Linked DNA regions of Mus musculus: regions 1, 3, 4, 5 and 6 are each linked to region 2. Evidence: chromatin contacts called from public ChIA-PET, HiChIP or PLAC-seq and promoter capture Hi-C data. All regions are on one chromosome and are shown on one strand. The core of a region is the stretch at or near the end of the contact, and the rest is flanking DNA. Distances in the headings are between cores, read along the strand shown.

Evidence for each region. Promoter capture Hi-C pulls out the DNA fragments that hold promoters and counts their contacts. ChIA-PET counts read pairs in DNA pulled down with a chosen protein or histone mark. HiChIP or PLAC-seq counts read pairs in DNA pulled down with a chosen protein or histone mark. Capture Hi-C pulls out chosen DNA fragments and counts their contacts.
Region 1: an H3K4me3 HiChIP or PLAC-seq map of bone marrow-derived macrophages shows a contact between it and region 2, with 4 times the contacts expected there. The contact joins the enhancer-like site here to the promoter of Blm in region 2. A contact is called at or near these places in 4 of 39 promoter capture datasets (the C10 cell line, embryonic stem cells, liver and 1 more), 1 of 484 Hi-C or Micro-C datasets (B cells), 7 of 115 datasets of contacts at active chromatin or transcription factors (T-cell acute lymphoblastic leukemia, bone marrow-derived macrophages, cardiomyocytes and 2 more) and 1 of 9 other capture datasets (liver).
Region 3: a contact with region 2 is called in an RNA polymerase II ChIA-PET map of memory CD8 T cells, with 323 read pairs. The contact joins the promoter of Ngrn here to the promoter of Blm in region 2. A contact is called at or near these places in 3 of 39 promoter capture datasets (liver, neutrophils and pre-B cells), 3 of 484 Hi-C or Micro-C datasets (B cells, CD4 T cells and olfactory sensory neurons), 4 of 115 datasets of contacts at active chromatin or transcription factors (acute myeloid leukemia, bone marrow-derived macrophages, memory CD8 T cells and 1 more) and 3 of 9 other capture datasets (adipose tissue, liver and macrophages).
Region 4: a contact with region 2 is called in a promoter capture Hi-C map of liver, with 2.7 times the contacts expected there. The contact joins the promoter of Nmb here to the promoter of Blm in region 2. A contact is called at or near these places in 2 of 39 promoter capture datasets (liver and pre-B cells), 1 of 115 datasets of contacts at active chromatin or transcription factors (memory CD8 T cells) and 1 of 9 other capture datasets (adipose tissue).
Region 5: a promoter capture Hi-C map of liver shows a contact between it and region 2, with 2.3 times the contacts expected there. The contact joins the promoter of Zfp710 here to the promoter of Blm in region 2. A contact is called at or near these places in 1 of 39 promoter capture datasets (pre-B cells), 1 of 484 Hi-C or Micro-C datasets (B cells), 4 of 115 datasets of contacts at active chromatin or transcription factors (embryonic stem cells, large pre-B cells, memory CD8 T cells and 1 more) and 1 of 9 other capture datasets (liver).
Region 6: a contact with region 2 is called in a promoter capture Hi-C map of pre-B cells, with 3 times the contacts expected there. The contact joins the promoter of Zscan2 here to the promoter of Blm in region 2. A contact is called at or near these places in 4 of 39 promoter capture datasets (cranial neural crest, embryonic stem cells, liver and 1 more), 3 of 115 datasets of contacts at active chromatin or transcription factors (effector CD8 T cells, embryonic stem cells and large pre-B cells) and 1 of 9 other capture datasets (adipose tissue).

Annotation. Positions count from the first base shown.
Region 1 is chr7:80,142,378-80,146,036 of GRCm38.p6, reverse strand. No RefSeq gene overlaps it. Among named protein-coding and RNA genes, the nearest start is that of Gm45202, 11 kb to the left of the region's middle. Within about 2 kb of position 1,941, at least 140 of the 459 cell types and tissues checked have an H3K27ac peak or open chromatin away from gene starts, as enhancers often do. A contact at or near this core is called in B cells, bone marrow-derived macrophages, embryonic stem cells and 1 more, where this site is marked.
Region 2 is chr7:80,533,096-80,536,818 of GRCm38.p6, reverse strand. It overlaps Blm (Bloom syndrome, RecQ like helicase), which reads left to right and starts at 1,700. Exons shown (of 22, transcript NM_001042527.2): 1 at 1,700-1,776.
Region 3 is chr7:80,259,677-80,263,735 of GRCm38.p6, reverse strand. It overlaps Ngrn (neugrin, neurite outgrowth associated), which reads right to left and starts at 2,521. Exons shown (of 3, transcript NM_031375.4): 1 at 2,313-2,521; 2 at 1,805-1,915. The coding sequence starts at 2,476. It overlaps Ttll13 (tubulin tyrosine ligase-like family, member 13), which reads right to left. Exons shown (of 15, transcript NM_177765.3): 14 at 4,043-4,059; 15 at 2,915-3,407. The coding sequence ends at 3,211.
Region 4 is chr7:80,903,647-80,907,325 of GRCm38.p6, reverse strand. It overlaps Nmb (neuromedin B), which reads left to right and starts at 2,264. Exons shown (of 3, transcript NM_026523.4): 1 at 2,264-2,505; 2 at 3,020-3,192. The coding sequence starts at 2,349.
Region 5 is chr7:80,024,915-80,028,552 of GRCm38.p6, reverse strand. Zfp710 (zinc finger protein 710) reads right to left here and starts at 2,325. Exons shown (of 5, transcript NM_175433.5): 1 at 2,070-2,325.
Region 6 is chr7:80,858,812-80,862,524 of GRCm38.p6, reverse strand. Zscan2 (zinc finger and SCAN domain containing 2) reads right to left here and starts at 1,594. Exons shown (of 3, transcript NM_001382511.1): 1 at 1,448-1,594.

The sequences.
Region 1 (3,659 bases), core at 692-3,191, 390 kb after region 2:
GGAGTCTCCACCCTTTTTATTTTTCCCCCAAAGACTCCCTCAGTAGTCCAGGCTGGCAATGGGATTCACTATGTACACACTATGTAGCCCAGGCTGGCCTTGAACTCGGTGATTCTTCTGCCCAGCCTCTCGAGCACTGCAGTTATATATAGGCATCTGCTACCACATCCACTGTATCACGGTTCTAAGTGGCCAGGTTCAGAGAACGTTACATGGAAAATTTGTCAGACTTGGGAAGTTCGCCAGGCTCCCAGGCATGGGCAACTCGGTTATTGACTATATACACTGGGTTTTTGGAGAAAAATAAATTGCAAGCATGTTAATTACAGGACTAGCTCTTTTGTTGGTTGGTTGATTGGCTGGTTTTTCCTGGAGAGAGGGTTTCTCTGTGCAGCTCTTGCCCTCCTGGAACTTGTTCTGTAGACCAGGTGTGGGTTCGAGTCCCACCTCCTGTCACACACAGGGTGGCCTTGAACTCAGAGATCCTCCTACCTCTGCCTCCCAAGTGCTGGGATTAAAGGCATGGGCACTTTTCTTTTATCTTTTCTTTTCTTTTCTTTTCTTTTCTTTTCTTTTCCTTTCTTTCTTTTCTTTTCTTTTCTTTTTTTTTTTAATTTTTCGAGACAGTTTCTCTGTGTGGCTCTGGCTGTCCTGGAACTCACTTTGTAGACCAAGCTGGCCTTGAACTCAGAAATCCACCTGCCTCTGCCTCCCGAGTGCTGGGATTAAAGGTTTGTGCCACCATGCCCAGCTTCTTTTTTCTTTTGGAACAGGTTCTCAGTGTGTAGACTAGCCTTGAACTCAGAGATCTTTCTGCCTCAGGCTCTCTCACATGCTACTACTTAAAAGATGTATACCAGCACACTTTGCTAAAATACTCTCCTCAAACAGAAGATTGTACCAGGCAGTGGTGGTACACACCTTTAATCGAAGCACTTTGGAGGCAGAGGCAGGCAGATTTCTGAGTTCGAGGCCAGCCTGGACTCCAGGACAGCCAGGGCAATACAGAGAACACCCCTCCCAGATGGCAGTGTAGGACTGGGAATGTAGCCCAGGGAGGAGAGTGGTTGTCTAGCATGTGCAGTGTGCTGGATTCCATCTCCAGTATTCTGAAAACTGGGTGTGGTCACCCTCGATTGGAGTCCCAGCAGTTGGGAGGTGGAGGCAGAAGGATCAAAAGTTCAATACCATCCTTCCCAACTCAGGGAGTTTGAGGATAGCCTGGAGTACACGAAATTCCTGTCTCAAAATAAAACAATAGCTGTGTGTGTGCACGATGCACGCCTTTAATCCCCGCACTCAGGAGGCAGAAGCAAGGGTGAACCTCTGTACGTCTGAGGCCAACCTGGTGTCCATAGAAAGCTCCAGACAAGCTAAGGCTATACAGTGAGGCCTTGTCTCAATAATTAAAACAATAATCTGGGACAGAGGCAGGCGGATCTCTGAGTTTGAGGCCAGCCTGGTCTACAGAGTGAGTTCCAGGACAGCCAGGGCTAGACAGAGAAACCCTGTCTCGAAAAACCAAAAAAAAAAAAAAAAAAAAAAAAAAAAACTGGGCCAGTGAAGTGATGAGCACCTTTAATCCCAGCACTTGGGAGGCAGAAGCAGGCGGATCTCTGATCTTCCTCTTGCCTCACCCTCTGGAATGCTGGGAAGGCAGACCCATGCCACCCCATACCCCTCTTTCACCCTTTCAAATGTCCTAGTAGACAATTTAACATCACAGTGAGTCTTGCGCGTTGTGTTTTGTGGGCCGCAGCATCGGGACAATGTCTGGCCTGTCTCAAGCAGGTATACCTGTCAGCTCTTGCCAGCATTCCTGCCTGGCCTGGTGAGCGCTCCTCAGGTGGCGGGTTTCACTGGAAACACTCCTGCCCTCCCTTTTCTTGCCTCTGCTTTGGAGAGGGATCCCTGCAAGGCATCTGTTTCCCTTCCAGGCTTGGCGTGTGTTCTTGTCCTCTGGTTCTTCTTTTTAACTTCCTCCCCGAAACCGCTCCAGATGCACCCTGCCTCAAAAGCTTAGCATTTCTAAAAAAGGTGGGATTTTCCTGCTGTCTCTTCTCCCATTTCTCACCACACCCCACTCGGCTCTGTCTGGCTCCAGGACTCTGCGCCTCAAGCATCTTTCTGATCAGACTGAATCCTTTCTTATCTGAACTTACTGGTCACTTTACCTAAGTCTCTCTGTTTCCTCCTTCAGCCCCGCCCTTCTGAGGTCTGGCCCACTATAGAGAGATGGGACTGCGTTCCAGGGGCTGCCTTATGCACTTTTTCCCCAGCCGGCCCCCCGCCCCGGCCCCCACCCCTGAGGCCGTGGGTCTCCTCTCAGCCTGGCAGCTGGTAGAGAGACGATCTGCATCTCAGCTGTGGCTGCCCACTCATCTGTTTCTCAGGAGACCCACATAGACACCAGATGGCAAGTCTGCAATGTGCTTAGCGGGGTGAGAACAGGTTTTGTTTGGGAAAATATCTCGATCAGCCAGTTGGGCCGAGAAGGGGAAGTGCCAAGGACGCGGTTGAAGAGAGCTGGTTACACACAGGAGGAACTGAGTAGCTGCGTGAAGGACAGCTTGCAAGACAGTGGTGAGAGATCTCAACAACAGGAAAGTCAGAACGGGGGAGATGCAAAACAAGAGAACCCAGCCCAGAGGGTGCCACGATTGGTTTTTACATATATTTATCTATTTTACATGTATGTATGTGTGTGTCCATAGTCTTCTTGTGGAGTGTGGAGGTCAGAGGACAACTTTAGGGAGTCAGTTCTGTCCTACAGAGTGGGTTCTGAGGATGGAACTCAGATTACTGGCTTTGGCAGGAAGTACCATATCACTAACTCACCTCACTGGCCTGGCCCCCCCCCCCCCATCCCCCTCTGTGACTTTTGTTAGTGGGTTGAGTAGGATCTTGCTATGTAGCCAAGACTAGTCTCAAAGTTTCAAACTTTAAGCTTGCAGTCCTCTTGCCACAACTTAAGTTGTTCTCCTGCCCCCAACCACCCCTTCCAGACTGGCTCTCAATTTGTAATCTTGACTATCCTCAAACTTAACTATGTAGCCCTGCCTGGTCTTGAACTCATAGAAGTCCATCTGCCTCACTTTCCCATGTGCTGAGATTAAAGGCATATATTACCATTCCTAGCCTTTTAAATTTATTATATATACTGTAGCTGTCTTCAGACACACCAGAAGAGGGTATCAGATCTCATTACAGATGGTTGTGAGCCACCATGTGGTTTCTGGGAATTGAACTCAGGACCTCTGGAAAAACAATCAGTGCTCTTAACCACGGAAGCATCTCTCCAGCCCGCCACCTGCCATGTATGTGTGTGTATGTGTGTTGCTTTTAACCATTGAGCCATCTCTCTAGCTCCAATTAGCTATGAGTTTTGGATGACTATTTTTGTTGTTGTTTTAACTGTGCAAATATACATAGCAGGCAGGTATCGTGGCAATTACCTTTAATTCCTGAACTCCAGAGTAAAAGACAAGTGGATTAGACAGGTGGACAGCCTATTATAAGTTCAAGGCCAGCCTGAACTACATGGTGAATACCAGGATACCAGGTCATCCAGAGCTGCTACAAAGTGAGACCCTATCTCAAAAACAAACAAACAAACAAACAAACAACCCAGACCCAACAAACAAACAAACAAGCAAACG
Region 2 (3,723 bases), core at 451-2,950:
GAAGGAAGGAAGGAAGGAAGGAAGGAAGGAAATTTCAAGGCATGCCTGCACTTCCTAGCACTCAGAAGGCAGAGGCAGGCAGATGTCTCTAAGTTTGAGGCCAGCTTAGTCTACATAATTAAGTAACAGGCTAGCTAGGGCTACATAGACGCAGCTTTAAAAACATTTTATCAGTTTGTCAGCAGGATGCCTAAAGATGCAGACACATATAGATAGTAAGAAATTTACAATAATGAAACACATGAGTCTAGTCATCATCTGCAGCTATACTTCCTTGGTTTTTGTAACTCATAATAGTTTAGCACAAATGCAATATATAGAACTTGCATATTGTATTTTGGATCTCTAGGTATTTTCACTATATGTGTCCTCTAACCCACAACTCTCCACCAGTTTTCTCTAGATATGAATATTTAAATTTTATAAAGATCCCACATATAAGATCATGCAATAATAATTTACTGTGTCTGGCTTATTTCACTTAGCATAATGTCCCTAAATGGAAAGATCTGGTTCTTTTTACCAGGCTAATTACTATTCTGATGTGCATTTCCCGTCTTTCTCCTGACAGCTTATTTTCATATCTTGGCTATTGTGGATTATGCAGCAATGAACAAGGGAAAGCTGATAGCTTTAGGAAGTTATTTATTAATTTTCTTTGGGTATATGTCAGAGGAGATGTTTCTGGGTCATGAGGTAACTTTTAGTATCTTTCAAATCCTTTGTACTGTTTTCCATATTGTTGTAACAGTTTGAATTTACTCCTTAAAAGAGGGAAAGGGTCCGGCAGTGGTGGCATACGCCTTTGATCCCAGCACTTGGGAGGCAGAGGCAGGTGGATTTCTGAGTTGGAGGCCAGCCTGGTCTACAGAGTGAGTTCCAGGACAGCCAAGGCTATACAGAGAAACCCTGTCTCAAAAAACCAAAATAAATAAATAAATAAATAAATAAATAAATAAAATAAAAAGAGGGTAAGGACAGATGACAGGGTTGGAAGAGAAAAAAATTAACAAGAGCCCACTTTGGTGGAATATGTAATCCTAGTATTTGGGAAGTGTAAGTAGGTGGATCGGGAGTTCAAGGTCAGCTTCTCCTACACAATTTGGTGGAGGTTTGAGGCCAACCTGGGCTATGTAAGGTCCGGTCTCAAAAAAACTAAAAGTTACAAAAATAGAAGATCAGGCATCACCGGGCTGCATTCATGGTGGAAGCTACCCACTAGAACTGAAGCTTCACCCTCGGCATCTGCATGCCAGCTGAAGTATCTGAGCTTGCGACCGATTAATGACAGTCAGCAGTGGAAGAACCGCCGAAGTTTCACAAGAATAGAGGGTGAGATCCAAAAGAAGAGGCCCACAGACGCTTCGCCTGATTTACCGGAACTAGCAAGCCTCGGCTGTCTTCAAACATCACAAAATCTCTACCATGCCACAGACTGGGCTTCAGGCGCCTTTCCCTACACTAGGAAAACAAAAAACAAAAAACAAAACAAAGCCTTACTACGCCGGAAGCCAGGTAGTTTGCCATAATCACCTGACCGGTCAGCTGCATTCGGATTGGGCTTTAGTAGTACGTGCTCGGGGGATACCGCCCCAGCAGCTCTAGGGGCGGGGCCAGGAGCCAGAGGCCACGGTATTGGTTAGATCCTTCAGGGATTACCCAATCAGAATCATCCTTCTTGCCGCGCAGAGCGTGCGGCGCGGGGCGCAGGAGGGCCGTGTCGGCGCGCGGAGTTTGGATGGTGGTTCCGCCCGGCGCGACGTAAGCCTGAGTGAGGTGAGTTCGGCGCGCGCTGGGTTGCGGTGGCTCCGCCGACTAACAGAGCCCGAGGCCTTGGCCATTTCACCAGTCATCCGTCCCAGGTTCTCCGAGCCTCGCTTGTGGCGAGAAGCCCAGACCGGAGTAGAGACCTGGTGACCCAGAAAAGGCCATGTCAGGCGGCCGAGGCTCGAGTCTCACTGTCCACACTTTCCTTAAGGCCTTGATTGTCATACGCGAGAAATTAGCTCATCTGCTTCCCGTAGTTTGTGTAGTGCTGCAACGACCCCTCGTAGCAATGCATGCTTTCGAGACGCCAGAAGAGGTGGAGGTGCCCTGTTTTTAATCGGAGAAGCAGGAGCTCAGACCTCGTTTGCCGAAAGGGCGCGCGGGCTTGGATGCCAGATGAGGTTTGAATAGGACCTGCCCAGCTCTGAAGCCTATCTCACTGCCCCAGGCTTCCTCCCAGTCCCTCTTAACTGTCATAGGTTACCGGGTGAGGGTGACTGAGATGAACCTGCCATCTTCCGGTGTCGCCTTTAAATACACAGCTCTCCTACCTCAGCAAGGGGTAGGGGTGGGAAAGACTGATCGAGAGATGACAAGATGGAGGAGAAGGAGAGAGGCAGACGCCTGGGGAGTAATACATTTAATTGAGCTTGGAAGGAACTTGTCTCAGCCATCCAGTGCTGAGTTGACGTCACACCGTCTCAGCCATCCAGTGCTGAGTTGACGTCACACCGGCTTGAGTCAACATTTTGTTAGCCTGACTGCTATTCTGTTTGGATGTCACTTTAACTTTGCTTGGATGAAGTGGGATTTTTAGGTTCCCAAGATAGGGATTTAGTACCAGTTTGTTTGTTTTGGATCTTGTAGTCCCGTCTGGCCTCAAACTTGTAGAGCTGAGGGTGACTTTGGACTCCATGATCTTTTCAGCCTCAACCTCTCAAGTGCTTGAGTTACAGACCCATGTCACCATCCCTGTTATTTAAAGTGTATATACTGTGAAATATGTACTTCTGCAAAAGAGACTCACAGATTTCTCTGTGTAGCCCACTGTAGACCAGGCTGGCCTCGAACCCTGATTCCACTGCCTTTCCCTCCTGAGTGCTGGAATTAAAGGCAATGGCTGCCACTGCTGGACAGAATGTAGCATCTTAAACTTGGTTGAGGGACATGCTCTATTTTCTAAATTTTTACCTTTTGTCAGGAATGGAGATAGGAGTATGTTCTTGTCCATGTTTGTGTGTGTGTGTTAATGTGCAAGAAGACCAGAGGTACCTTCTGCAGTTGTCTTCCATCTTAGTGTTTGGGGCAGTCTCACTGAACCTGGAACTTACTGATTAAACTAGCAAGCCTCCCAGGACTGGCATTATAGATGCACATTACCACTCCTGACTTTCTAAGTGGGTTCTGGAGATCTGAAATCAGGTCCCTATGTTCATACTACAAGCAGTTTACTGACTGAGCCATCTTCCCAGGCCTTTTCTGTCTTACCAGGTTCAAAGTAATTGAAAAATTATCTGTATAATTTTGTGCCTAAAAGCCTTTGAGTATCTTGCTTTCCTGTAGAATAAGATCAGTTGCCACTAGGAATTTTGGTGGTTCACACCTATGACCCCAATTGGCACTTTGAATGAGACAGGAGAATGGAAAGTTAAGAGCAGCTTTATAAAGACTATCTTAGAAGCAAGCTACCTCCCAGAGCAAGCCTATAATCCACACACACATAGAAGGTGGAGACAGAAGGATCAGAAGTTGAAAGTTTTCCTCGGGTGCATAGTAAATTTGAGACCGGTCTAGACTATATGAGACCCTGTCTCCAAAACCCAAAACAAACATTAAAATGCTCATTACATTTATAATGTCTTTCTGTCACTCTGGCTATTATTGTTTTTGTTATTATTAATATTATTTTGGGGGTGGTTTTGAGTCAGGGTTTCTCAGTGTAGCTCCGGCTGTCCT
Region 3 (4,059 bases), core at 1,272-3,771, 270 kb after region 2:
AGGCAAGAGATTCAGAAAGTAAGTCACCCTTAGCTAGATAACACATTTGAGACCAACCTGGGATATGTGAACCCGTCTCAAAAATCTTGTTTTGAAACAAGTCTCACTATATAGCCCTAGCTGCCCCAAAACTCACTATGTAGACCACCAGAGCTTTCATACAGATCCACCTGCCTCTGTCCCATTCCTCAATGGTGGGATTTCAGTTGTTCATAAGCCAAACTAAGCTTAAATAGGAAATAAAAAATATGTGTGTGTTCAAGTGTGAAGGCAGCATGTGTGTGTCTGGGCACATGGAGGTCAGAGGACAATCCCTACTGTAAGTTTTCCAGCACCTTCTATCCTTTGGAGACTGGGTCTCTCACTGGTCTGCAACTTCACCATGGAGGCTAGACTAACCCGCCTTCTAGCGCCAGGGGTATGCCGTGTTTCTGCTTCTCATTTCAGCACTGCTACAATTACAAGAGCATGCCACCACATCAGGCTTTTTCCATGGGTAATGGGGAACCAAATTGAGATCCCCATTTTGCCAGTCAAGTTACTAACTGAGCTATCGCCCCCAAGCTCCTAAAAGCGGAGGAAAGAAAAAAAACCTTAATACTTAAAAGAAAATTCTTTTTAAAAAAAATATTTAAGCCGGGTGATTAAAGGCACACGCCTTTAATCCCAGCACAGAGAAACCTTGTCTCAAAAAAAAAAAAAAAAAGAAAAAAAACCAAGGGGGCTGGTGAGATGGCTCAGTGGGTAAGAGCACCCAACTGCTCTTCTGAAGGTCCGAAGTTCAAATCCCAGCAACCACATGGTGGCTCACAACCATCTGTAATGAGATCTGATGCCCTCTTCTGGTGCATCTGAAGACAGCTACAGTGTACTTACATATAATAAATAAATAAGAAATCTTAAAAAAACAAAAAACAAATTTTTATTTATTTTATGAGTGCACTGTATCTGTCTTCAGACATACCAGAAGAGGGCATCAGATCCCATTACAGATGGTTGTAAGTCATCATGTGGTTGCTGGGAATTGAACTCAGGACTTTTTTTTTTTTTTTGAGACAGGGTTTCTCTGTGTAGCCCTGGCTGTCCTGGAACTCACTCTGTAGACCAGGCTGGCCTCGAACTCAGAAATCTGCCTGCCTCTGCCTCCCAAGTGCTGGGACTAAAGGCATGCGCCACCATGTCCAGCTAACTCAGGACCTTTTGAATAGCAGTCAGTGCTCTTAGCCACTGAGCCACTGAGCCATCTTTCCAGCCCCCTTAAAGAAAATTCGTTTCAGACGCCTTTCAAGTAAGAGTAGTGACTCATACACAGTGTAATCCCTGAACTTGGGAGGCAGAGTCAGAATTGCCCCAAGAATTCCAGGCTAACCTGGTCTACAGAGCGGTCTTGTCAATAAATAAACAAATACATAAATAAAATAAAAATCCAGGAGCGTTGGTACATACTTTTAATCTCAATTACAAAACTCAGATGGCAGAGGCAGGAAGACAAGAGTTCAAAGCTATCCTTGTCTACAGTGTCCTGGAGGTCAGCTGGCTACATGAGGTTGCCTCAAAAGAAGAGCTTTCCAAACTTCAATCAACTGTCCATAATGTACCTACCAAGCTAGGTATGTCCTTAGGAGGTGATGACCTCAGTGGACCATAAGCAAGTCCCTGTGCTGATCCCAGCATCGCAAAACAAACAAAATTCTGGACAGGTTTAGGAAGTTCCTTATTATGACGCTTTCTATTTTAAAGGCAATAATACTAAATACTTAAAATCCCCCAAAAGGTAAATCCCATTTTGTAAGCAACGTCTCACCGGATCTGCTCCATGGCTTCCCACGTCAGTGTTCTGGGTGGTGCACCTGGAGCCTCCATTTGCCTTCGTATTTTCTGGAATCGCATTGCTTTTTTCTGACGTTTCAAAGCGCTGGGGGAAAGAACCAATGGCAAAAGCCGAGCTTGGAAGCAAGACTAGTGTTTCAAAAAGCATCCAACTAAATCTTGGAGAGCTCAGCCCTCTCGTCTGACCGCATGTCTGCCAGGTTAAAGCACTCTGGGTGCACTGCCCCCAGAAACCTAACACCTACAGCACCTGAACGTAAGCATGCCGAACTCTCTAACGGGTGATGAAACACGTCACTAAGCAACGGGACCTAGGGTGTCAAGGGAGCTGATCACTTGCCCCTGTGCCCTAGACAACGGATGAGAAGAAACTAGAGCCTGTGCAGACGCGGCTGCCGGACGCCCGGAGCTGGGGGGGGGCGCATGGAACGCCGGGGCGCGAAGCCTAACTCCAGGCTGAGGGCTCGCCACGAAGCAGGTACCTCTCCACCTCCTGGAGCTCCCGCTCCTCCGGCTCCCAGTCGGAATCGGGGTCCGGCTCGCAGCTGACAGAACCCGGGCCCGCCATGACCTGGGACGCGAACCCACAGCGAGCGAGAGAGGTGCGGACACGACCGCCCAAAAAGAGGCTCAGAGAGAGCGCCATTGCGACGCGAGGTGGTATCTACAGCTCGCGACCGGAAAGCACCGGAAGTGGGAGGGCGAACCCGGAAGCAGAAAGGAATAACCGGAAGTTAGACGGTATCCTACGCTTTTCGTTTCCTGGGTGGGCGGGGGCTGTCCTTGTATTGTCCAGTTACCCACCCTTTCCTGCTGATTTTGGTTTTGTGGTGCTGGGGAGCCAAGCTAGGGCCTTGTACATGCTAGGCAAGCTACTGCCACTGAGCTATCTCCCTAGCCATTAAAAAGGAAAAAATGTTTGAAACGGTCTAAATTGTCCTAGCCTTAAATTCATCATCTTGTCTCAACTTCCTAAGTAATTGGAACTACAGGCCTTAGTCACCAGGCTGGGCTGGGCGTCCCTGCTGTAACTATGAGAAGAGCTTGCCTCAGACGGGAGGATCGAAAGGAGGTACAGCACGCGCCTGGAAAACGACATAAACTTTAATAAAAAGACGGGTTCAGTTGCCCAGAGCCGCCCCTCTGGCACAGGCTGCCCAGGCCTGCCTGATTCTGCCACTGTGGCAGGAAGGGCGTACCCTCAGCAATCTTCTGATGGCGACTACACCGTAGTCGCTTTTGACTCCTCCGGGAAAGGAATTCCTTGTTGCCCAGTGACCTCCAGCCCCAAGCCATACCCAGGGTTCAGACCCATCGCTTAGGGATAAACTCAGCCTAAGGCTTGGTGAGCAGCGATGCATACAAGCTGGCCTTAGCTCTTCATCTTTTAGTCTTTACCGATCCCCAAAGAATCTTAGAATGTTGAAGAACTCTTGGTGTCTCCGTGTTTTTTGCCTTTTGCAAACAAAGGTCCTGGCCAGAGCTTTTCAATCTGGAACTTGTTGGCAGTCTTTCAATTAGCAAAGATTGAAGACCATTTGCTGTTTTGGTTGAGTGCTGGGCTTTCCTTCTTTTACCTGTGTTGGATGATGTTGAGGAGTGGGCTGGAATGCTGCAGTACTGGTGCAGAGGCAGGGCATAGGGGAAGATCCCCAGCCTTGCTTCCTCTGTGTTCAGAGTTTACCATGGAGGGCAAGGTGCAGCATTCAGTCCATGAGCCATTTTCCTGTCTTTTGGGCTGCAGAAGATAGCCCTGCCTTGGGGTTAGAGTGGGTGGCACTGATCCTGACAGGGCTCTGTTTATGGCTTCTAGCCTTCTGCTGGCTTGGCCTTCTGCAGTAGAGACATGGACCCCCACTAAGTTGTAGTACCCACAAAAGAGATGTTCTCACCTCTTTCCCATCTGTGCTCCAGTAACACACAAGACTGGCATCCCATGCTTCCCTCTAGCATCTCTACCACACTGGATCTTAATTAGCCTGTTTACATGTCCATTTCCCTGTTAACCTTGGTTGAGGGCTGGAATTGGTCTGTCATCTCTATCACCAGGGTCACTAGATAGAAGCAAGTAAATAAACGGGTCCACTGCCTTCCCCCCATGCCTATACTACCAGGAATGCCACTTTGTATCCTAGGAGCAGCCCAGCTGTAACATTTGCTACTAGGAATTTACACCAGTCAAAAGTGACCAAGGCTATTTTTGAATACTTACGGCTAGTGAGCCTGACT
Region 4 (3,679 bases), core at 1,015-3,514, 370 kb before region 2:
GGGCTCCACAGTGAGTGTAAGTCTCTAAAATCCCAAAACATTTTTAGAAACCCTCTTTGGGGCTGAAAATATTACTTCAGTGTGTAACTGTCACCTTACGTGCACCAAGGTTCCGTGCAGTTAGGGCCGCTGCCTGGCCTGCCCACTTTGCAGGGCTTCCCGGCATCCTGGGCTCTCGCTCTCTTCACTGAGTAGCAGCTTCCTGGCTTGCTGTGTGTGTCAGATCCGTGAGCCTGTGAGAACAGAACTCAGTGTCACGTGCAGGAGAGCAGTGAGCTGGGAGAGGTAGTGTCACTAGCTCTGCCCCCAGAGAACTCAAAACTCACCCCGGTGCTGAGCGGATACAGGCGTGGGAAAATGGCGTGCATGTGTTAGGGGGAGCTGTGTGTGTTCTCAAAGCTTTGGGTACATCAGGCAGTGCCCCAAAGGTGTCATGACAAGTAACGAAGCCTCTGAGGTGATCTCTGACAGTGACATAAGAGAGAAGCTTGTCAGGTGAGTTCCTTCAAGCATTTAAGGAAGTCAGCACTCACTAAAGTCAATACTGTTTCCTTTGGTTTCTACGTCCATGGACCAAAGCGACAGTCTGAGCATGTGATAGATGCAGAAAAGCGGGAGGCAGCCACACAGGGAAGATTAGTATGGGAAGGTGATAAGAGCTATATCTGAACACCATGGCTAAGCTGTGACAAGAAAGCAGGGAGGTGTGAATGTCAGGTTGGAAGTGAGAAGCAAGGAGACTGAAGGGAAAAGCCAGGGCCAGAAATGGACTGTCACTGTCCCGTGTGCCACACTCCAGAACCTCAGTAACACGGCCTCAGAAAACTTCCCTGGGCCTGGGGGATGAAGGCTAAGCTTAGGCAGTGCTTGCCGTGCAAGTATGAGTACTGAGTTCAGATTCCCAGCACCAAACGCAAAGCCAGGGGTGTGGGCCAGCACCTAAAATCCCAGCGCTAGGCAGGTGGAGAGAGGAGGGTCCCTAGGCTTGCTGCCCAGCCAGGTTTGAGTCAATGAGCTCCAGTTTCAGCAAGAGACCCCGCCTCAAAAAGTAAGGTGTAGGCTGGGGAGATGACGAAGTGGATAAAAGCACTTGCAGCCACAAGGCTGAGCTAAGTTCAGATTGGTAGAACCCACATGACAAACTGTATGTACTGACACATACATGCAATCAGTGTTCCTGTGGTGAGATGAGAGAGATGGATGGGAGAATAACCCAGAATCTGTGGGCCTGCTAAACTGGACTATATGACAGACAGCAGAAAGAAGGACACCCTGTCTCAAACAAAGCAGAAGGTAAGAACTGACCCAGTAAAGACAGCAAACCAAGTAGAGTGGCTCACATCTATAATCTGGTACTTAGGAACCTGAGACAGGAGGCTTGCTATAAGTTCAACTCAATCTGTTCTATGTAGGAGTTCCAGGACAGAGAGCTACATAGCTCATGTCCCAAACAAAATAAAAAGATTATGCTAGGCAGCACAAATGATGCAGTAAAGGGTCCAAGACCTAATACTCTATTCCATCAGTCACTCCTTGACTTAGTTTCTAATGAGTAAGTGAACTCTTGTGAACAGGAAATTGGTGTCCCCTCCTGCCCCTCCCACAATGCTGGGTCGGAGCACATATCTGCCCCTGATCATTCAGGGATGCCACTGATGACTGAAGATACTTTCCAAGACCAATAAGAACAGCTCTGGAAGGCAGAGTTCTGCTTCTCCACAAGTAGTATGGTTATTTCCGTTTTACACTAGAGAAGTCATCTGGCCCAGCAATCTTTCCACTGATCTGACCTACAGTATGATAAGCCAGGCCCTTTAAAGGGTACCACTACTAGGAGGCAGCTCCTCACTCCCTTCCCCATAATTCTGTCCCCGTTCTGGGCACAGAACTTGTCCAGGTTATCCAGTGTGTGCCATTTGTGAGCACAAAGCAGGGCAAACAAGGCTCAGATGGTTTGAGACAGGAGGTGACAGGATTCTTGAGTTCCTCTGCGGGATGATGCCAAACACATAGACTGCCAAAAGCAGGGCTTCTTGTTCTGCTTTAGCTTTAAGGAGAAGCTTTGAGGGCTGAAGTAACAACTTGATGGAAACACAGAAAGCTGTGTTGGTGGCCTTGGGAACCACCTTTGCTGGGGACGATGCCATAAGCACGCGAGTGTGGTGGGTTTCTAGGAGAAACCGGGATGCAAGGCTGTGTGGGCGGAGCCTGCGGGGCGGGGCTCTGGGGCGGAGCGAGCTCCGCTCCTCAGGCAGGCTCCGCTCCCGACTGTAGTTTAAAAGGCTGGAAGGCGGGCTTCGAGAACTAGTATCCTGAGAGTGCCAGAGAAGAGCCTGTTTGGCACAGCCATGACCCGGCAAGCAGGGAGCTCTTGGCTCCTCCGTGGTCTCCTGCTCTTCGCATTGTTCGCTTCCGGCGTCGCTCCCTTCAACTGGGATCTCCCGGAGCCCCGCAGCCGAGCAAGCAAGATTCGAGTGCACCCTCGGGGCAACCTCTGGGCGACCGGTAAGTGTTAGGGGACCCCCTATAAGCATGCCTCATTCTCCTTGGTCCTCAGTTTCCTTTTCAACACTTTGGAGGCTCTTGGTAGCGGAGCTCCTGCAGTCGCGGGGGGCTCATCAAGTTTAACAGATGGGAATCTTGAGACCCTAGACATGGCTAAGATAACCCACTCAGAAAGTTTAAGACAGAGATTAGATCCGGTTACCAGTCGGTTAGGCAGACTGACAAGTCTTCTCACCTCATGTCTTCTCTGCATCCATTTAGAGGCACCTTCTCCACTTCCTTCCCTGGCAGGTAGTCTCCCTGGTCCTGGGCTATCTACCCGTCTTCTATCCTCCAGCGGGTCAGGAAAAGCTCAGGATGTCAGCTTTGCCTCCACCCAGAGATCTGTGGCTTCTGAGGATAATGTTTCTTGTCTTCCCTCTGTGAGAGCCGAAAGGTCGACTAGACCAGAGCTTGCTGTGGTGATGGGGTCCTCATCTTGAGCTCCCATGTACCTTGGCACCTCCTTTCTTAGGTCACTTCATGGGCAAGAAGAGCCTGGAACCCCCGAGCCTGTCACTGGTGGGGACAGCACCCCCTAACACCCCGAGGGACCAGAGACTACAGCTGAGTCATGATCTGCTCAGGATCCTCCTGCGAAAGAAAGCTCTAGGCATGAACTTCAGTGGCCCAGCTCCCCCAATCCAGGTAAGCCCCCTCCCCAGTACCAGCATGGAAGAATTGCTGCCCAGCATGTCTTCAGGGTGGGACTGCCTAGCCAGACGGTAATGGATTCCAGAAAGCCAAGGTCCCAGGGCTCAAAGGGGGAATATCCCAAAGACTGGAAAATGACGCAGCAGCCAGACTACATGGGGGAAAAAGTTCCTCCTTGCCCATCCCCAGTCTGACGTCGCAGACTAGGAGTATTCTAGCTCTTAAATAGAGTGTTCTCCAGGCCACACAGCCTTGTCCACCCCAGCTGTCATTAGCCAAGCCCACCTTTGCCATGCCAGGCTGTGCTTGTGTCCCAAGCTGTGATCCCTACGGCCTTGAGGTGGAAGGGAAGTGACCAGTGGTGACACCTCAGAACCAGCCTGCTTTCCAGTCTCCCATCCACTTCCCAATGCCAGTGTTCCTGACAGTAAAGGCTCTGCAGGGCTGTCCTTTGCATTTGAGATGCTTAGCACATCCCTGG
Region 5 (3,638 bases), core at 1,076-3,575, 510 kb after region 2:
CTCGGGAAACCAGGCCAGATTGTCCATTCTCCCTACCCCACAGAAAGCAGCTCTACCCAGTGCCCTCTGGCAGCAGAGCCAGCTCTGCAAGGTGGCTAGAGCTGGAAGTTATCAATTCAAGGTTGTGCTCCAAGAACAGCAGGTGCCCGGCCCAGGGTTACTTGTGGGATGAGAGAGCAGACAAAAAAAAAAAAAAAAAAAAAAACACTAAGCCAAGGTCTCCAAGGTAAATGTGCTTTCAAACAAGTGAAAAGGTGATGGTCAAAATCAAAACCAGACAGGCCCATCAGCTTTGATGAGAATACACTTATATCTAAAGCCGGTAACGACCAGCTCCCCCATCTCAGGCCAGCTCCACGGATCTTTGAAGGTCCCTAGGAGGGCCTTCCGCCACCCCCCACCCCCGCTCCTGTTCCCATACACCAGTTCTTCTCTTCGGCAGAAATGAACTTTGCTTTTTTACTTACACACGTACAAAGGCAAGGCTGAGAGGGCAGCGTCAAAGCTGGCTGGATGACCCCCAACAGCACAAAGTCCTCCGCACACCTGTGGGGGAGTTTTGTGAGCTTCCGGGGTACCCACAGGGACTAGTTAAGTCTTCAGGTGGACAGTGGCGGAGAGTTTCCATTGTGAACGGAAAGAAAGGTGCTCAGAGTGCCCTTCGAAGATAGGGCACAGGGCCCGCAGGTCAAGTGTCCCCTCACTGGCAGACTGGCCGCTAAGACCGTGAAGGAACTCTGCAGTGTCCGGGTGAAAACACACCCAGACTACTGCTCGGCCTGGTCGGAACCATCACGCAGGGCGTAGAGATACATTAATGACCGTTTTGGATTAGTTAAAGCCCACACAAGCACCTCCCTGGCCTCTTAAATCTTCCCAAACTACAGTTTAGACTGGAGGGAAGCAGTTGCAGGGACCATAAAAGTCATCTTAAAAGGCAAGTTGAAAAAAAAAAAAAAAAAAGAAAGAAAACCAACAACCCGCTACGCACGAGTTAGCAAGTCCGCAGCTGGGGCGGAGGGGTGGGGGGTAGCACCGAGGCCGGCTCGGTGGGGTCTGAGAGTCGTGGAGGGAAGACCACCCGATTCGGGGGGCTCCTCCGTCTGACGCCGACGATCACGCCCCACAGCTCCGTCCAATTAGGAAAATGACCGCGAGGAGAGGGAGAGGGGGCGGCGAGGAAGGGAGGCCGAGCCACGGGAGGCTCGAGATCTGCCGTGGGGATCTGCCCACCGGTTCCCGGCCCGGGGGGTGCGCCTTCAACAGGTCGGAGACGGGGCCACCGAGGTGGGCCGGGGTCCCGCGCTGGTGACGCCCGCTGCCCTCGAGGGGCGCCCGGCACGCCAGCTGCGCGCTGAGCCCTAGCCACCCTGCCGGCCGGGCCGCGCGGCCACCCCACCCGCTCCCGGAGTAAAAAGTTTGTGGGCAGCCGCAGGGGCGGGGCGGCGAAGGGTGAAACTTTGAGTCCCGGGCCGGGTGCGGGGGGAGCATCCCCGAGCGCCGCGACACCCACGTGCGGGCCGGAGACCGCCGCCGCCGCCTCCCCGGCCTCCCACGCTACCGCCGCGCTTTCCTTTCATTTTGCTGCTTCTCTGCCTGTGCCTCTCTCTCTCTCTCTCTCTCTCTCTCTCTCTCTCTCTCTCTCTCTCTCTCTCTCTCTCTCTCTCTCTCTCTCTCTCTCTCTCTCTCTCTCTCTCTCTCTCTCTCTCTCTCTCTCTCTCTCTCTCTCTCTCTCTCTCTCTCTCTCTCTCTCTCTCTCTCTCTCTCTCCTCTCTCTCTCTCTCTGTCTCTCTCTCTCCTCTCTCCTTCCCTTCCCCCTCTCCTCCCTCCTCCTCCCCCCCTCCAGACGCCATCTCTCTCTCTTTCCCCTTCTCTCGCTCCAGCTCTCCGGCATGAGGGAATGTGGAAGTGAAAGGAAAAGACGACATGTTTGCCTGCGCGCCGCCGTCCCCGGGGAGAGGCGGGGGGCGGGTCGACCGCGGCCGCAGCGACCCACCCCCGCGCCCCCCAGCCACCCCGCCGCGGGCCGCCCGGGGGCTGGCGGGGCCGCGGGCTCGCGGGACACTCACCCTGGGTCCGGGCGCGGCTCCTCGCGCTGGGGGCCCTCGGCTGGCCGGGCCGGGCGGGCCGGGGGCTCCTGCTGCCCACCGCCCGGGTTGCAGCTGCGCGCCGCCTCCACGCGCGCCCGCCCTGCTCTGCCACCCTCCCTCCGGCTCCTCTCTTTCTCCCCCCCTCTCTCTCTCCCTCCTGCTCTCTCTCGCGCTCGCTCGCTCTCTCGCTCGCGCTCTCTCCCTCCCTGGAAGAAGGGAATGAGGCAGGGCTGACGTGAAGGGATGCTAAACAGCTCCTCCTAAGCCTGCTCGCAGAGGAAGAGAGACAGAAAAGCAGCCCTTTTATCTCTCTTTTGTTTTCTCACTTCCTTCCACCCCCCCAGCACCCCCCTCTCCTCGGCCCAAGTTTTCTTTTTCTCTTTCTACCGCAGAGAGGATTTTTCTTCTTTTCTTTCTTTCTCTCGCTGCAACTCTCCTACTCGAATTGCAAGCCTGGAGGCTTCTCTTTTTTTTCTTCCCCTTCCCTCTTTTCTTCCTCCTTCCTCCTTTATTTCTCTAAAAGGGTTTTGTTTGCTGTGGGAGTTTCGTTTGAAAATCGAGTCACGCCTTTTTCCTTCTTTTCTTTCGCCCTCTCCCTCTTTTTTTTCCCCTCCTCTCAGCAGAAAAGGGGAACAAAGATTAACAAGCGGGGGAGAAGGGAGCGTCAGAACCTCGCATGGAAATGGGGGGGCTGTCCCTGCCAGGCACAAAGGGGGCTCCAGAGAGCAGCCCCCAGGAAGTCTGGGGTGCCCTATCCCAAATAAGAGCTAATGGGGGTTGGGGTCGGGGGAGCCCGAGTGGCCAGTCCTTCCGAATACGGGTTAGGGCTCAACCTGCCCCCTCCCCAGTCAGGGGTGGAAGCTGGGGGTGCTCTTCACTTAATATATTTTTTAAGTGGGCAGATGGGACTTAGAGCAAACGTCGCCGCAGAGCCCTCAACAGTAAAGAGCCTTTAAACAGCTGTTCGCAGAGCCCTGGACGGTCAGACTCGAGGGAACGGCCCCGGCTGCTATCACCGGGACCCGGGTGCGAATGGGGTTCAGAGGAGTTCGGGGTCCCTCGCATCCTCCCCAAGCCCAGGGCCTAGGCTCGACCCCGGGGTGCACTGCTGGAGGGCGCCGAGGCGTGGTCGTTCGCTGAGGTCTGGGCCCTTGTGGCTCCCCGCGGGGCCCGGGGTTCGGCATAGCCTGGCCTCCTCCCAGCTCTGGGACAGGCCGGACACCCCGCCTCCAACCTCCCGGACACCCGCCACTCAAGAGCTGCGCCGCTCGACTCCGACGCATGGGCGGGTACGGAGCCCGCGGACAGAGCGGGGCAGTGTCGCCACCAAGGGTCAATTATTCATGGGGCGCCTGGGCGTGCTCCCAAGACCAGCTCTGTCTTCGGCTTCTCCAGAGGAGTGGAGACAACACGGGGGAAAAGTTCCCAGAGCAAAGTTGGCCACATTTCTTATTTTCCCAAGTAAGTATTGAGCACCTGCTGGATGCCTGGCCCTTGGACTGGGGCTGCAGCTGGGCGAGAAACGTGAGGTCTCGGCGGGCCCAGACA
Region 6 (3,713 bases), core at 345-2,844, 330 kb before region 2:
ATACCTTGGGAGGTAGACAAAATAGCCCAACTTTAATGCTTTTAAGCTTATTATGAATCTACAGGTTTCTGTGTCTTTTATCTGGGAACAATATGGTCTGAAGTGGGGTAGAAACACCTAGTAGATATTTAAAGACAACAAGGGGATATAGCAACCCAATAATAATAATAATAATAATAATAATAATAATAATAATAATAACTACCACACACATACACAGCATTGCTCTTTTCAGAAGACCAAAGGAAGAGTAGTGGGATGCAGTGATCTGGGCTGAGAGAAACAGAACTGACATATCCTACCCTAAGTCAGTTCAGACTCCCTTCAGAGACTGTGACCTAACAAAGAGGTTAGTCATTCAACCTCAGTGACCACTTAATGAATAGATAACACTCATCCTTATCATATGGAACATCATAGTGATTACTAATGGATCGCATGTCAAGGTGCCCCCAGCTTCACTACAAGTCATTAGTGCTATATTTCAAAGGAGGTTGCCCTCAGATAATCTCCCAGATCCCAGAATCCAGGACTCCTCAAGGCCCCTATATAAAATGGTGTACCAAATACCTTCAATCATCTCTAGACAACATATACTTAAGTGTAAATAATATGTAAACAGTTGGTATGCTGTACTGTTTGGGAATAATAACGAGAACGCTCCTACATGTTCAGTACAGACATTTCTGTTTATTTTTTTGCTTCTGAAGCAAGATCTCATTATGTAGCCCACGCTGGCCTCGAACTCCTGACCTGCCTGTCCTGCTTCCTGAGTGCTGAGATTACTGCCTGCCCAATTCCTTTTTAAATGAACACACATGGGGATCATTGCGGGGGGTGGGGGTGTGGGGGACACACACCTAGATCTGAGTAGTAGCTCTACAAAATATTCAAAGCAGTGGAATTAAAAACTATTTAAGTATTATGAAAGCAATGAATATTTATTTTTAAAAAATCATTACACCATAGAATCAGATAACATGCCCTCCCCCATGAAAATAGCAAAAGTTAAAACAGAACAGCAACAACAGAAAGAAAACTGAAGCTCCCAATGTCAATTTGTCCAAAATGACTACGTGAAACACAAATACATCGTAATTCTTCCTGGACATCCCGGGAACACTGAACCTAGACAGCTTATTAGCTAAGCCTGGCTCCGACACGCCCCCTCAGAACCTCAGTTTCCCCACCTGGTCAAGGAGGCGGCTCGGTGGGATGTCGTCGAGCATCCCTTCCCAGTGTAAAGCCTGCGTTCCTAGGCTGCGCGTACCCAGCGCTCTGGTGTGAGCGGAGCCTCGAGGGCTCCGAAGAACCAGGACGCAGAGCTGCGCGTCCAGCCCGTCGGGCGCGGACACCGACGCCCCTCCCCCAAACTGCCCTGAGCTGGCTCCAGGCCCGTTACTCGCTGTCTCTCTGGCTGTTCCCCGCGGGGCGCGCGGCTCCTGACCTGCCTCTCCCGCTCGCCTCTCCAGGGACCAGGTCCTGTTCCCGCTATCTCTCTGAGCGCAAAAGCACCCCACGGTCTGGCCCGGCCCGGCCCGGCCCCTCTGGATTCACCTCAGCTCAAGCCCAAGGGGCACAGAGAACAATGGACGGGAGAGGCCCGCCCATGGCCACTCTCATTGGCTGTCCACAACAGTTCCTGAAATTCTGCTCCACTATTGGTGAAAACTGCGTCCAGATGGGCGTTGGGAGGGAAGTTCCACCCGATGCATTGCGGGAAATGTAGTTTACCCAGAGACGGGGGGGGGGGTGGTTTGTACCTGAGCGAACAGAGGGTTTGATAGCCGTAAGTAATGCCTCCGGATCAGAGGCAGAGGACGACCCAGGACTAGCTGTCTGTCTTCTAGTACTGCCCAAAGCTTTCACCTGAGACAGATAGTGCCAATTCTCTAAAGCTCGCGTGTATTTATCTATAAAAAATGAAAGCTGGGTGAATGTATCAGTCTTTTTCAGCTGAGAATTGAGTGGCAAATGAGCCCTCGAGAGCCAAAAGCTGACTCTAAGCAGAGAAGAAATCTGCGCAATCAAAGTTCCTCTTGGCCCAAGTTCGCACCTCTCCTGGAAATTTGCAGCTACGCACAGGCATTTGCACTCCGGGGTTGCACTCCCCTTTGTTTTCACACGTGGTATTCTTGCGTCTTCACGAAAGCCCCGCCCCGCTCTTTCTGCTTTGTAAGTCCTAGTCTATAGTCGGCTCCTTGGAACCTGCCCTACAGTTAGGCAAGAGGTTAGCTCTGGGAGGGAATGACCACCCAGGCACCCTAAAACAGGACACAAAGGACAATAGTGGTCCTTCCAGATGGGTCATCTCAAGGTCCCCAAAACAGGATGTAAAGAACAGCAATAGATGGTAGTGGTCTACTAGTTGGCTCAGCTTCAACTGGCTTCAGGGTATCTCTAGATAAGAGTATGCATGGAGTGCCTGCTACCCCTTCACCAAGTGAACTTTTCAGCTTTGAGGGCACTTAAGCCCCAAGACTGGGTGAAATGAGCTTCCAAGAAAAGTGTGCCACTTTGTTTTAGTGCCCGCCTTAATGGAGGGACAGGGAGAGGATAACAGATAAAGGATAAATCTAAACCCACTTCTGTCCCCGACACAGCCATTCCTACTCTGTACGGATTGCTCTCTTCCCAAAGAGCATACAAACTTTTACTCCCTTACTCGCTCTAGTTAAAACCCTTGACTTGGGGGCTGGAGAGATGGTTCAGTGGTTAAGTGTGGGAAGCCGTTGCAGAGTGGCAGTTGCAGAGTGGCAGTTGCAGAGTGGCAGTTGGCTACTGCTGGCCACTACACATACATAGGCAGTGAAGGTTCTTTTGCCAAGACAAGTTAACCAATCAGATGTGAGACACACCTCTCCTAGGCCTATGTAAGCAGCACCAGTTCTGGGCTCAGGGTCTTTTCGCCTCTACAATCAAGCTCTCCCAATAAACGTGTGCAGAAGGATCCTGTTGCAGCGTCGTTCTTCCTGGCCAGTTGAGCGCGCGTAAGAGTTAAGAGCACTTGCTGCTCTTGCAGAAGACCCCAACACCTACATTACAGCTCACAACAGTTTGTGGGCCTGGTTCCATGGGATCCATACTAAATAAAAACAAGAGAGTAACTACCTGGACACTCAGGTAGGAAATCTAAGGGAGAAGTGATAAACAATATCCTCCGTGGTCTACGATAAAATGCACCTTTACCCACTGAGCCATCTCGCTGACCCAGGAACTGTTGTTTTCTCATTTTGTCGTTTGCTTTCTCGTAGTCTATCAAATGAAAGAATTTGAATGTTGGAGAGATAGTTTACTGGTAAATAGCACTTCCTGCTCATTCAAAGGATCCGAGTTCAGATCCCAGCACCCGTATGGGTGCCTTACAACTCCCTGTAACTCTGGCTCGCACGCGCGCGCACGCGCGCACACACACACACAAACATACACACAGCAAAATAAATTCATTTCTTCTGACTTAAAATGATATTTGGCTTTAAATTTTTTATTTTATTTTATTTTATTTTATTTTATTTTATTTTATGTGCACTGGTTTGAGGGTGTAGGATCTCCTGACTGGAGTTATAAAAGTTGTGAACTACCATGTGGGTGCGGGAGGTTGTACCAGGGTCCTCTGAAAGAGCAGCCAATGCTCTTAACCACCAAGCCATCTCTTCAGCCCCACATCTGGGTTTTGGTTTTTTTTTTAAGGTTCATTTTATTTTTTAATTTTT